Regions from separate parts of the Rattus norvegicus genome. Here region 2 is linked to region 1. The links are chromatin contacts, called in public Hi-C maps. All regions are on one chromosome and are shown on one strand. Each heading gives the region's core, a stretch centred on a gene start, on an enhancer-like site or on the middle of the called end of the contact. The rest is flanking DNA. Distances are from core to core; before and after follow the strand shown.

Region 1 (6,478 bases), core at 2,779-5,278:
GCTCTTAAATTTCCTGTTGAGTGAGGATAACACTTTGCACAGACCTTAAGGTTGAGCTTCAGTGTTCAGCCTTGTGCAGCAGAGGCCCCTTCCTGAGCATTGGTTTTCCTCATGTTGCTTCAGGGTTGGTCTTGCAGCTCTGACGCTAAGATGAGGACCTTTTTCCTCCAGTTAAATGGGCTTCTCCTTTGCTCCCTGCTCAGAGCAGTCTCTGGAGCTCACATTGCTTCCTTTCGGTCACTAGAAGTGAGAGTTCTTGACCCTGCCTTGAGCACCAGGAGGCCGTGCCCCATGTAGGGACCCTCCACCCCCAAAGAGTTTACCCTCCTCAACCCCTGTGTAGTTTAGGATCTTAGTTCTAACTTTCTCAGCCGCTGGCCTTTCTTGCCCATCCATTGTTTGGGAAGAATCCTGGAGAGGTGTGCAGGAGAGGAAGAAGCCAGGGCAGACACCCCCTCTTAATACTGTTCTCAGTGCCTTGGTCTCCTGGGGCCCCACCATCGCTGGTCTCAGCACTGTACTGACTCTCCCTAGAGGACCCAAGAGCCCTGGCGGCCTTGTGAGTTGCTAAGGCATCCAAAGGGCTGAGGGAGGTGGTGCCATGCTTTAAGCCTAGAAACACTAGAATTTGGGGGCCACGGCACGAGATGCAGCCATGGCTTAGTTCATGCTGTTCCCACTGCCTCGTGTCTCCCCATTCTGTTATTTCTGACATACGAGCCACCTCTTGCAGAAAGTGTCCTATCTAGTCAAAGGGAGCTAAAGTTCCTTGATGCTTCCAGAACAGTGGAATGGCTCCCTGTGTCCAGAACAGGCACTGGTTCCAATCTACAGATAGATCCCCTGCTTTGGAGGGGCTCCGAGCAGGAGAGGCTTGGCTCAGCCTGCCCTTCCAAAAGAACCTCTCACCTTATGTGACAGTTGGTTTTAAAGCCAGCTTACCACGACCTGGAATCATGGAAAAGGGAGTCTCAGTCGAGGACTATCAAGGTCAGGTTGGCCTGAGGAGCATGTGTGTGGGCTCTGTCAGGAGTTGAGTAAAGAAGGCTGACTGAGATGGGCATTTATCTGCCCCCTAACCCCCGCCTCTCTTGGCTGTGGGTGTGGCATTTATGCTCCCTGGTACCAGGGACTCCCCCTGTACTGGCTGGTTTTGTGTGTCAACTTGACACAAGCTGGAGTTATCACAGAAAAGGAGCCTCAGTTGTGGAAATGCCTCCAGGAGACCCAGCTGTAAGGCATTTTCTCAACTAGTGATCAAGAGGGGAGGACCCAGTCCCTTGTGGGTGGTGCTGTCCCTGGGCTGGTGGTCCTGGGTTCTATAAGAAAGCAAGCTGAGCAAGCTGCGGAAGCAAGCCAGTAAGTAACATCCCTCCATGGCCTCTCCATCAGCTTCTGCTTCCTGACCTGCTTGAGTTCCAGTCCTGACTTCCTTTGGTGATGAACAGCAACGTGTGTGTACATTTGTGTACTCAGGCATGCAGAGGCCAGAGGTCATGGTGTGTGTGTGCTATTTGTGTGTGAGTATGGTCATGCACATGCCACAGAGAACCTGTAGAGATCGGAGGACAACTTTCAGGAGTGAGTTTTCTCCTTCTCCCTTTTTGAGATGGGGTTCTATTGTTCTGCAGTGGGCTCCAGGATGGCTGTGCTTGAGAGCTTCTGTGTGATTCTCCTACTTCTTCCTCTCACCTCAGTAGAGGAATGCTGGGTTTATATATAGAGGCAAGCAACCATGTAGATGCATGTGAGTGTACCTGGCTTTCTCACACAGATTGCAGGGATCAAACTCAGGTTGTCAGGCCGTGTATCGAACACTTACTTGGTGGAGTTACCAGCTCAGCCCCACCTTGATTTTGAGGTCTCTCATTGGCTCAGAGCTCACTCAAACAGGCTAGATTGCACAAACCTATTTGGGTGCAATTTTCACTTTTCTCTGCTTCTTTAGTTCTGGAATTACAAGCATGTGACAGCACATCCGGCTTTCTAAAATGAACATTGGTGATCAGATTGAGGTACCAATGTGTATACAGGAAGCACTTTGCTGACTAAGCTATCTGTCTAGTCCGAATTCTGTGCTTTTGGGGGAGGGGACTCACCATGCAGCTGTGGGCAGCCTGGAACTCTGTAGAGAAGCCTGCCTCTGCCTCCAACTGCTGAGATTAAAGATGCACCATTGTGCCCACCCCGCTTCTGCTAGGGCTCGCCTAGGCATGCCTTCTCTGCACAGAAAGCGCCTTGGAGGTTCCTTTAGTGTAGAGTTAGGGACGTCTGAGACAGAGGATACACCAGACACCTGGAGGCAGGAAGTATATGTACAAATATCACAATCTGGCCTCAGACTGGCCTGGTTCCTAAGAGCACTGGGGCTTCACGATGTTGAGAGAAAGGCTCTGGGTCTTGGCTGTGTGTGTGGTCATTTCCTTCTCTGGAAAATCAGGACAATAGCTGGACACCCCTCCTAGGATTGTCTCAGAGACTAAGAAAGATGAGACCCGGGGTCCTGACAGACATGCAGTATTAATTAAGAATTACTGCCACGTCATCGCTTCCGGCTCCAGCCTCTTGCTTACTTTTCAGGGTCCGGAATCAGGAACAAAATCTGATTGAAAAGAGTCACTCCCACTCAGTTCAAGACTCCCAGAGATTCTAACTGATCAGGCAGAGACGCTCTGGCTAGTTTTATATCAACTCGACACAAGCTAAGGAGGGAACCTCGGGTGAGAAAACACCTCCATGAGATCCAGCTGTGGAGCATTTTCTTAGTGATCAATGGGGTAAGACCCAGCCCATTGTGGGTGGTTCCATACTTGGGCTGGTGGTCCTGGATTTTATAGAGCAGGCTGTGCAAGCTATAAGGAGTAAATCAGGAATCAGTGCCCTCCATAGCCTCTGTATCAGCTCCTGCCACCAGGTTCCTGCCCTGCTTGAGTTCCTGTCCTGACTTCCTTTGATGATGAACAGCATGTGGAGTGTAAGCCAAATAGACCCTTTCCTCCCCAACTTCCTTTTGGCCATGGTGTTTTATCACGGCAGTAAGAAGTCACTAAAAAGTGTTCCAGAAGTCTTTATTAGAGTATATATTTTAGATATTTTGAGCTGGGTAAATAGATTGATTGGTAGAGTCTTGCCTTTTGCTGGGGGGGGCACAGATTGATTGGTAGAGTCTTGCTTTGCATTCAAGAAACCCTGCATTCAATTCCCAGCACCTCATATACCAGGCATGGTAGCCAGCACTTGGGAGGTGGAGACAGGAGGATCAGAAGTTCAAGGTCATCCTCAGCTATGTCATATATGACATTCTGTCTATAAATAATTAATAAACAAGCCTCCTAGGTGGCCCTGGAATTTAGACAGCTTTGGAAACCACCAGAATAAATGATGCAAGGGTTTTATTTTAATCAAAACCAGCTGTGTCCTCCAACTGGTACCTGCCACTAGTCATTGCAAGTAAGGCCACCGTTTAACACAGAGAGGCTACCATTCCTCCAGACAGCCCCAGTGTCAGGGGAAGGGACAACAACACCCTAGTCCCCTCCTGCAGCTGCCTCAGTATTGTGGCCAATGGAGCTCACCATGAAATTGGTTCTCCATACCTCCCAAAGCCAGACCAGGAGGCATCTGGCAGATGTTGTGGATCCCACCAGAGGAGAGGCCTTCGAGAGCCAAGGGAATCCAGCCACTCCCTCCACCCAGCCCAGGTTTCTGCCAAATCCTGTGCCCTTCCCTCCTACCGGGACACTTCATTTGGCCTAAGGAAGCTCCTGGCTCCTTCATTTCCCAAATTAAGCCAAGGCTGTCAGCTGAGGTGTGGGGGATGGCCACGGCTGGTCCCTTGAAGCCTGGAACAGAGTCTTTCTGGAGGAATCCGAGTGCAAGAGGAAAGTAAAGATATGAAGAAGTCGGGGAGGCCACTGGTGAGATGGGGGGCGGGTCTGACCCGGCCTCTGGTGACCTGGCCTTGATCCCCACAGGGAAAGTGCCTCAGGCAGTGAGGACTGAGGAAGAGGAAGGGCACAGAAAGACAGCATCAACCTCCACTAAGGACTCGGGACTGTTGACGTGGGAGAGACAGGCCGGCTCAGCCTTGGTCTGGCTCTGGTCCACAGTGAGGAGGAAATGGTTTTCACTAAAAAACAAAGTTGAAAAACAGTTTGCTGAAGGGGAATGAAAGAGGAAAGGGGGAAAGGGAGGGGAGGGAGGGCTCGCCCAAACTGTCTGCTCATCACAATCACCTGGGCAGCTGCTAAAAACGCAGATTCCGAAGCCCATGCCAAGTCAGTAAAATGTTATTCTTGGTAGCCTGGCTTTCTCTTCCTTACGGTTTAAAGACATAGACTCAACTTAACCAGCTTGGAAGACCTGGTGCTGGGTGTGCCAAGGTGAAGGGCTGGCTCATAGTCCTTAAGGAAATGCCAAACCAGAGAGACCCAACGAACTCAGGGGAAAACTCCTAAAAAAATACTCACTCCTCCCCAGCCAGTCTAGGGCTCCCCTGTGCTTGCCTTCTGTCATTTGAGTTCCCAGAGAAGGGTCTCCAGGACTCTGCTAACACCTTCCTCTTGTCCCTGTGGGAGGCTCAGGCCTTCCCATCCTGCAGTCCCATCCTGCAGTCCCAGCCTAGTAGGTCTCCTAACAGAGGACCTGCCCTGCAGCCACACTGATTTTAGCCCATCAACACCGGTGTGGACCCATAGCCTCCAAAGAGAGCACATGCATGCTGTTTTCAGCCGCCTGCCTTACAGAGCCCTGTGAACCCGACTCCAATAGGCTCCCCACCTCACCAACCAGCACCAGGGACTCCAGGGTCCCCACAGTCCCTCACCACCCAGCCTTCTTCTGAGCCTCTCTAGACCCCTCAAACATATTTCCAATGTTCCTCACAGCTCCCTTATGACTGATCAGTCAATATACTGTCCTCTCCTCTCTGATGCCACTGTGCTGTGGTCATGTGGTCAGGGTTCTGTTTTCTTCTGTTATATCGACCCCTTTCCAGACATGGTTCCAAAGTGAGGCTTGGTACTCCACACCCTGACTCCCAGCAGTAGGAGGCTCTCCATGTGCCTTCCTGGCCTTTCTGAGGAGACCTAGGTCACCTGCTCATCCCTCACCCCATACATCACCCTTCCAGGAATTCCTCTCTGACTGTCATGCCATTTGCTCAGTGCTTGACACATAGTAGGCATTCAAAAAGCATAAGAAGTCATTGGATCCCCAGGGCTTTAATGTCAGGAATGAATTAACCCACGGACGGTTTCCAATTGGATGGCACTCTGGAAAGGTGGCGGAAGCTATGGAGGTGGGGCCTGGATGGAGGAAGTGAATTACAGTTTCCCATTCATTCCCACAGGGCTACTTTCACACTTCACTCAAACCTCCGAACAAATGTCAGCCCATCTAATAGTTACCTCCCCATTAGTAGGCTCTATCTTGTTGCTGGTCCTTCAGTCTGCCACAAGGGGCGCTCTTGTGCTCCCTTCCCAGCATCCTGTGTGCCTGCCATCCTGCTCTGTCTCACTGGACTGTGCAAACAGCAGTGCGGCTCAGCATGGTTAATATCTCCGAGACCAAATAGATGCTTCCTCCATTTAAATTGTCTCTCTTGGGTGTTTATCTCAGCAACAAATCTGATTAACACACTGAAAATACCTTTCTATTATATCTGTAAATATGTGTAATGGAGGTGGGGCATGTGCGCATAAATAGAGATGCCCGAAGAGACCGGAGTGGGGCGTTGGAGCTGCCCGATGTGGGTGCTGGCAACCAAACCCGGGTCTTCTGGAAGAGCAGTATGTGCTCCTAACTTCTGAACCCCCTCTAGCCCCTCAAATCCTTTCTTCTCCTCCTCCTTCAGATTTTCCCTTTATTTTTATTTTGTGTGTATGGGTATGTGGGCTATGCACCACGTGTGTGCAATACCCGCAGAGGCCAGAAGAGAGCGTCAGAACTCCTGGAACTACATACAACTGTTAGCCACCCTCTGGGTGCTGGAAGTCAAACCCAGGACCTCCGGGAAAACAGCCTGTATTCTTAACTCCTGAGCCATCTCTCCAGTCCCCAAGCCCCGCAATTCTTACTGTGCTGTTTACAAAGAAAACTCAGGTCCTGGCCTGTATATGTTTGTATATACATGTACGTAATATTACCCAATTTTTATTTAAATATGTGGGTATACGCTAATAATGGGTGTGTCCAATGAGTGTGATGATTATGCAGTGTGTTTTTAAAGATTCATTTTATTTTTATTTATGTATGTGCACTTGTGATCTATCCAGTGTTGGTGCTGGGAACCAAATTCAAGTCCTCTGAAAGAATGTGTTCTTAACCACTGAGTCATCTCTCCAGCTGCAGATGAGGGGCTTTTGTTTTATTTCATTGAACTTTTTAGATTTTTTTTATCTTATTTACTCATTCATGAATTCATTTATTGGTGGTGGTGGTGTGTGTGTGTATGTGTGTATTGTATGCATATGTGTGT
Region 2 (6,478 bases), core at 1,594-4,093, 53 kb before region 1:
CCTGGTATGACACAAGCCTTCCTGACACCCTGCTTAGGTGGGGGAGATGGGACAGTAGGGATATCAGCTCTTCTAAGGACACAACAAGCCAATTTGATCTTCCCACCAATGCCAATGGCTATGCAATTTGTGGAACCTAGCACAAAATGAAAAATGCAGGGCCTCTGGTGTAAAAATTAGCAAGGATTTAAAAATGGGGACATCAAGATATGAATCCAGGCATGTGGCACTCTTACAATGGGGCCGTGCGCAGCATGCACTGGTACCAGTGCATGGAGCTGGCCTGCCACCAGCATCTCGGAACTTTGAAGAGCTCAGAAGAGAGAGACCCATCTTTTGGACCCAGCTTAGGGTAAAACCAGCCTGTTCCTAGCCTCCTCTGAAGGCAGACAATGATGGTTTCAGTTCTGCACCAAAACATTTATCTCCATATCTTAGGCAGGTGTGTGTGTGTGTGTGTGTGTGTGTAAGAGAGAGTGTGTGTGTAAAAAAGAGAGTATGTGTGTGAAGAGTGTGTGTGTGAGACTGTGTCTGTGTGAAAGAGAGTGTATGTGTGTGAAGAGTGTGTGTGAGTGTGTCTGTGTGAGAGAGTATGTCTGTGTGAGAGTGTGTGAGAGAGAGTGTGTATGTGAGAGTGTGTGTATGTGTAAGAGAGTGTGTATGTGTGAGAGTGTGTGAGAGAGTGTGTGAGAGAGAGTGTGTATGTGAGAGTGTATGTGTAAGAGAGTGTGTATGTGTGAGAGTGTGTAAGAGAGAGTGTGTATGTGAGAGTGTGTATATGTGTGTGAGAGTGTATATGTGTGAGTGTGTATGTGAGAGTGTGTGTATGTGTAAGAGAGTGTGTATGTATGTGTATGTGTGAGAGAGTGTGTGTGTGAGTGTGTATGTGTGAGAGTGTGTGAGAGTGTGTATGTGAGAGTGTGTATGTGAGAGTGTGTGTATGTGTAAGAGAGTGTGTATGTGTGAGAGAGTGTGTGTGAGTGTGTATGTGTGAGAGAGTGTGTGTGAGTGTGTATGTGTGAGAGTGTGTGTGAAGAGTGTGTGTGAGTGTGTATGTGTGTGTGAGAGAGAGTGTGTGTTTGTGTGTGTGAGAGAGTGTGTGAGAGAGAGAGAGTGTGTGTGTGTGTGTGTGTGTGTGTGAGAGAGAGAGAGAGAGAGAGAGAGAGAGAGAGAGAGAGAGAGAGTGTTAAGAACCTGGGGGAGCTTTGCATGGGCTTCCATCCTCGTCTAGGCAAGGAGGGCTCAGAACAAAGAGTGCTTGACTGGGGAGTACTGAAGCCCTTAGACAGCGTTTCCACCAAGTACAAGCAAGGACCGGCCCTGCTTACTTCAGCCCAGCTCTCTCACATACAAAGCCCAAGTCTGCACCTCTCACAGATGGAGGAATCAATCCCCCAAACAAGGTTTCCTGGAGGGGAAGAGGGTGATTGGCTCTTGATGGAGCAATTGTTCCACAGGGACGTCCATTCATCAAAACCTGTCAAGCTGTGTGCGTGGAATCCCTGCATTTTGTATGCAAATTATTCCCCCAACAAAGCTGGGTTTAATGAAGAAAACTGTGTCTCAAAAAGCAGGATGCAGAGGCTCTGGGAAATGGAGCTGAGGAACTTGAGAGAAGGCCCATGCAGGCACACAGGCACAATCTGGGGTCAGAAAGGCAAGCGGTGACCCCCTTCCCATAGGAAGAGGCTGTCTTGTAAAGTCAGGGTTGAGTGCTCTGTTCAGGGACGTGTACTGGTGCTGACATCCACAGTGCCCTGGGAGTTACATAAGGCTCTCAGGTCCAGCCACCCTTGTTGAAGTGGGGGTAGAGCTAGGGCAGCCTCTCTTGATGGCGTGCCTTCTTAGCTCTGTCACATAAAGTAGGCCCAGCAGGTAAAGGGTGGAGGAGGAACCAGACGTCTCACGGTGGTGTGCAAGGTGTACTTTTATATGAACCCCTGCTGAGTCCCTCTCCCCAGGAAGCAGCTTTGGATATCAAGCGAAGGTTGGGGAAAGTCTTTGAATGAATTGGGGCTCCCTAAAGAGGGGCGGAGGTTTTTTAATAGACAGAAACAGTCCCAAGGAGCTGGAGAGACATGGCTCAGTTGGTAAAATGCTTGACTAATAAGCATGAAGTCCCTGGGTTCTACTAAGAATGCTACAGAACCTGCAGCCTGGGAAGGGTAATGCTTGGAGGGTGGAGGCAGGAGAATCAGAAGTTCAAGGTTAGCCTGGGGTTCACATGATTCCCATTATGGGTGAGAGTCAAAAACAGCAGAAAAACAAAAAACAATATCAGGTTGAAACTGTCTTGAACACTGCAGATCTCCACCAGCAGAAGGAGACCGAAGGTACTGCTTCTGGTGCTGGCTTGGCCCTGTTCACACAGATCTCCAATTTGCTGCGTAGACTGGATTTATTTTTATCTGTGGGTCTCTCCTCCACCAAAGAGTGTAAGTTGCTTATCTCTGTGGACTCCCGACTCCTGCTCAGGGACCAACACAAACATCCTGGTGCTGAATAATTACTGACAGATGAAGGGCTCAGCCACAACTCTATCAAATACCAAAAGTGGGTGTGGGTAGGATGGGGGGCGGTCGGTCCCCACCATCTTCCTAGCAGAGCCACACCCTTCTTGGCTTTTATCCCTAATGAATCTAGGTTCACAAACCCTAGGGATCCCTCTGTCTGTCGAGCAACACATTTGGCCAGTGAAAGAGCTGAAGCCCAGAGAAGTTAAGAGATCGTCCCAAGGACACACTGTGAGGAATTGACAGAGTCAGGCTAAGAACTCAGGCTTCCTGGCTGCCCCACTGCCCAGGCGATGTGAGCTGCGCTCTCTCGGTTCCCTTCCCCACCCTATGGAGTGCGGGAGTTGGGTTGGGTGGGGCTGGCCAGAGGGAGACTTGAGGCTTGGCTTGGGCCAGGCCGCTCATGGAAATTGGACCGTTTTCCTGGGGCGGAAATGAGAAACAGATGTGACTCCGAGAGAGCTGGGGTGCAGACTCCTGCTGTGTTGGGGGCTCGGGTTACAGAAGGGACATGTGACTGTGGTTATAGAAACTGCCTGAAACCCCAAAACTGAGGTCTAGCCTGGGCCTGGGAAGGTAAGCTCCCTCCCTGAACTCTCCATTTTCTGGTATCTCTGAGAGCCTGAAGCAGACAGTAGAATAGGAAGCTGGGGGTGGGGGGTGGGGGTGGGGGTGGGTGCAGGACGCGACCCCAGCTGCTGTGGCTGCTCACCCCACTTTGGATGTCGTCAAATCTGCTTCTCAACGCAGAGCTGAGCCCCTGTACCCTACATGTTCCCTAAGGAGGGTGCCCAGAAAGGCCAAAGCTGTCCCACAGAGGAGCCGTCCCAAAGCCTAGGCCTGGCTGGAGAGCTTTAGAGCATCTGCATTGCATGTCTGCAATCTCGCACAATAACGTCCTGAGTCGCCAGTCTGCCCCCAACCTTTAGAGTGAAGGGGTGACCCTGCACACAGCACCTGATTGTTCTTGGGAAGCCCCAGGTGGTGGGACCATGTCAGAGGGCTTCACCTAGTGAGGACTGTGGTGACTGGGAGTGGGGGATGGGACAAAGCCAGACACCAGAGCAAGGCTCCCAAGTAGGCAGAGAGCCCAGAATGATTGAGCAGTACATGATACTCTTCGTGAAAATCTGATCTGATCTGATCTGCCTAGGTCCCCAAACCTCACACTTGGTCAAAAAAGCACCTTGTTCAATGACATACTCACACATTCATAGGTGTGTTTGCACACCCACCCACGTGGACACTAGCATTAAGCCCTGAAGATCCAGAGATGACAAGGCACGATATTCCTTCTCCAGGACCTCCTTGCACAGTACAGAGTTCATTCCAGCACCCTTCACACTGCCACAGTGAAATGGGTGTTTGCAGGGGACACGGACTTTATAGGCAAAACGTGACAGGCACAGTGACTCTAAGACAGTGGCTCTACCCCAGTGGATCTAACGCAGTGACCCGCCTGTAAGCTAAGCACTAGGGAGGCAGATAGGAGGAGTAATGAAGGCAAACCCAGTCTGGCCAGCCAAGGCCACATAGTGAGAGTCTGTGTAAAAACACACCAGGCTGAGCATGATTGTGTACACCTGCAATACCAGCACTTAGGAAGCTGAGACAGGAGGATTACAGTGAGTTTGAGGTTAGTCAGGCCAACCTGGATGAGAACATGAAATCCAGTGTTGGGTGGGGGAGGGAAGAAAATAAAAAAATTAAAAGTATGTTTGGATGGTGGTGTGTACCTCGGAAAGAGAGATTAAACCAGGTGTGTGGGGAGGGGTATTGGTCACTTTTCTAATTGCCATGAGGAGGGGTATTGGTCACTCTTCTAATTGCCGTGATAGAAGCAACCTGGTGGTGGTGGTGGTGGGGTAACCTTGGCTCACAGTTCAGAGAGAACTGTCCCTCAGTGAAGGCAGAGCATGGCAGAGTCCACCCAGCAAGGCAGGATCTTGCCGTGCCTTCTCCCATTATGACAACTAGGAAGCAGAGAGCTGGGAGCCAGGACCAGAGGCAACTGTTACTTTGAAGGTCTCAAGTGTCCCACTCCTGAGAGGTAGCTCTGGAAATGACAAAGGGATCCACAATGTCCCAAACAACTCGAACGGTTAGGGACCAAGTGATCAAACACACAAGCCTGCAGGAGGAGATCGAGGGTCAAGGAAGTAGTGTCTCAGTGCTGCGGTCCCCAAGTCAGGAAGGGAGGGGAGACTGTGGCAAAGCATTGGAGTTGAAATGGGGTGTCTAGGGAGTGTGCAAAGGCCCAGAGTCAGGAGCAGCAACAAGGAGGCATCAAGAAAGAGAGCATAGGGGTGGGCCTTTAGCTGTTGCTTTGAGCGGATGATACCAAAGAGGTTTCGATTTGTAAGTTTTTTAAAATTTATGTTTGTGTATGCATGCCACATGTGTGTGGGTTTTCATGAACAGAAGAAGCTATTGGGTTTTCTGGAGCTGAAGTCACAGGCAGTTGTGAATTACATAATGTGGGTGCTGGGAACTAAACTTGAGTCCTCTGGAAGAGTAGCACGTATGCTCAGACACACACATGTATGTACACACATGCACACACTCACACACACACAAACATATACACATACACACACATACACACACTCACACACACATACACCACACGCACATACACACACTCTCACACATACACACACACTCACACACAGACACACACACTCACACACACTCACACACACCCAATACATCATACACACATACACACACATACACCACACACACATACACACTCTCTCTCACACACATACACACACTCTCTCACACACAGACAAACATACCCTATACACACACACTCACACACAGACACATATACTCACACATACACACACTATACACACACACTCACACACACTTACACACACACACACAATCTTGTATAGTGCAGCCTGGTCTTGGACTTACAATGTAACCAAGAACGACTCTGAACTTTTGATTCCTAACTCCTGTGTACAGGAATTGTGAGACTGCACTACCGCACCCAGTTTATTTCGTGCTGGCCTCAAACCCAGGGCTTCATGCTTGCCAGGAAAGCACTCTACCAACTGCCCTACATTTTCAAAGGACCACTGGGGCTGTTAAGTCCCTATAAACTAAAGCTAGCAAGGACAATGAAGAGTCAGGGGACAGTTATGACAGTTATGGCAAGACCCCTGGTCCTACTGCCAGGAGGCAACAGTGGGGACTGTGGATGTTCTGGGAGAGAAATCATACAAGGTTTCATGGTAACGAAGAAGGGGCTGATTAACTCTGACTCAGGACCTTTTCCCATGGGAAGTGACTCAGGCAGTGTCATGGAAGATGAGAAGCTGACAGTGCTCCAGAGAGCCACAACCTTTTTCACTGCCTGGCTGTGACAAGTGACTGGGCTGAGATGAGGAGGGACCTCTAGATGCAGCCAAGCATCTGATAGCATGAGGTGGTTTGGCCAAAGAAGCCAGGGCTGCTGGGGATCCAGGAAGGCGCATCTTGTGGGCACTAGCAGTTCATGAAGAAGCTAGAACCCATGAGGCCGCCTGTCCAGCTAACACCAGGTCCTGGCTACCAGGAAGGAGCTGGAAGGAGATGGAGACAGAAGCAGATGGGAAGGAGCCACAGTGTGCCTGGGAGTGCTGGGGCTGAGGGGTAGCGCTGGAGGAGGGAGGTATTGGAAGCCTCCGGTGGAGGAGCAGTCTAGCACATGTGCTTGGGGTTGTCAGGAAGGGGACCAGGTGGCTCTGTGGACAAATATAAGTCGGCAAGCCTGGGCAGAATTGGAGACAACTTTGAAAAATAGGGTGATGGAACAGGTGATGGAGTCCAGCAAAAGACTCTCAAAGTTGCTGCTCATGTGTGCGTGTACACACACACACACACACACACACACACACACACACATTCATACACACTCACACACATTCATACACACAGACTCACATACACACATTCACACACACACTCTCTCA

The links. Hi-C and Micro-C count contacts between places; a contact is called where the count stands out from the background.
Region 2: a contact with region 1 is called in a Hi-C map of liver, with 2.7 times the contacts expected there. The contact joins two enhancer-like sites. A contact is called at or near these places in 5 of 12 Hi-C or Micro-C datasets (the A7r5 cell line, the Rat2 cell line, Schwann cells and 2 more).

What each region holds. Positions count from the first base shown.
Region 1 is chr6:16,398,466-16,404,943 of GRCr8, reverse strand. All of the region lies in intron 2 of LOC134479316 (a long non-coding RNA gene), which reads right to left. Among named protein-coding and RNA genes, the nearest start is that of Zfp36l2, 160 kb to the right of the region's middle. Within about 2 kb of position 4,028, at least 26 of the 93 cell types and tissues checked have an H3K27ac peak or open chromatin away from gene starts, as enhancers often do. A contact at or near this core is called in liver, where this site is marked.
Region 2 is chr6:16,449,861-16,456,338 of GRCr8, reverse strand. No RefSeq gene overlaps it. Among named protein-coding and RNA genes, the nearest start is that of Trnai-uau2, 130 kb to the left of the region's middle. Within about 2 kb of position 2,843, at least 19 of the 93 cell types and tissues checked have an H3K27ac peak or open chromatin away from gene starts, as enhancers often do. A contact at or near this core is called in liver, where this site is marked.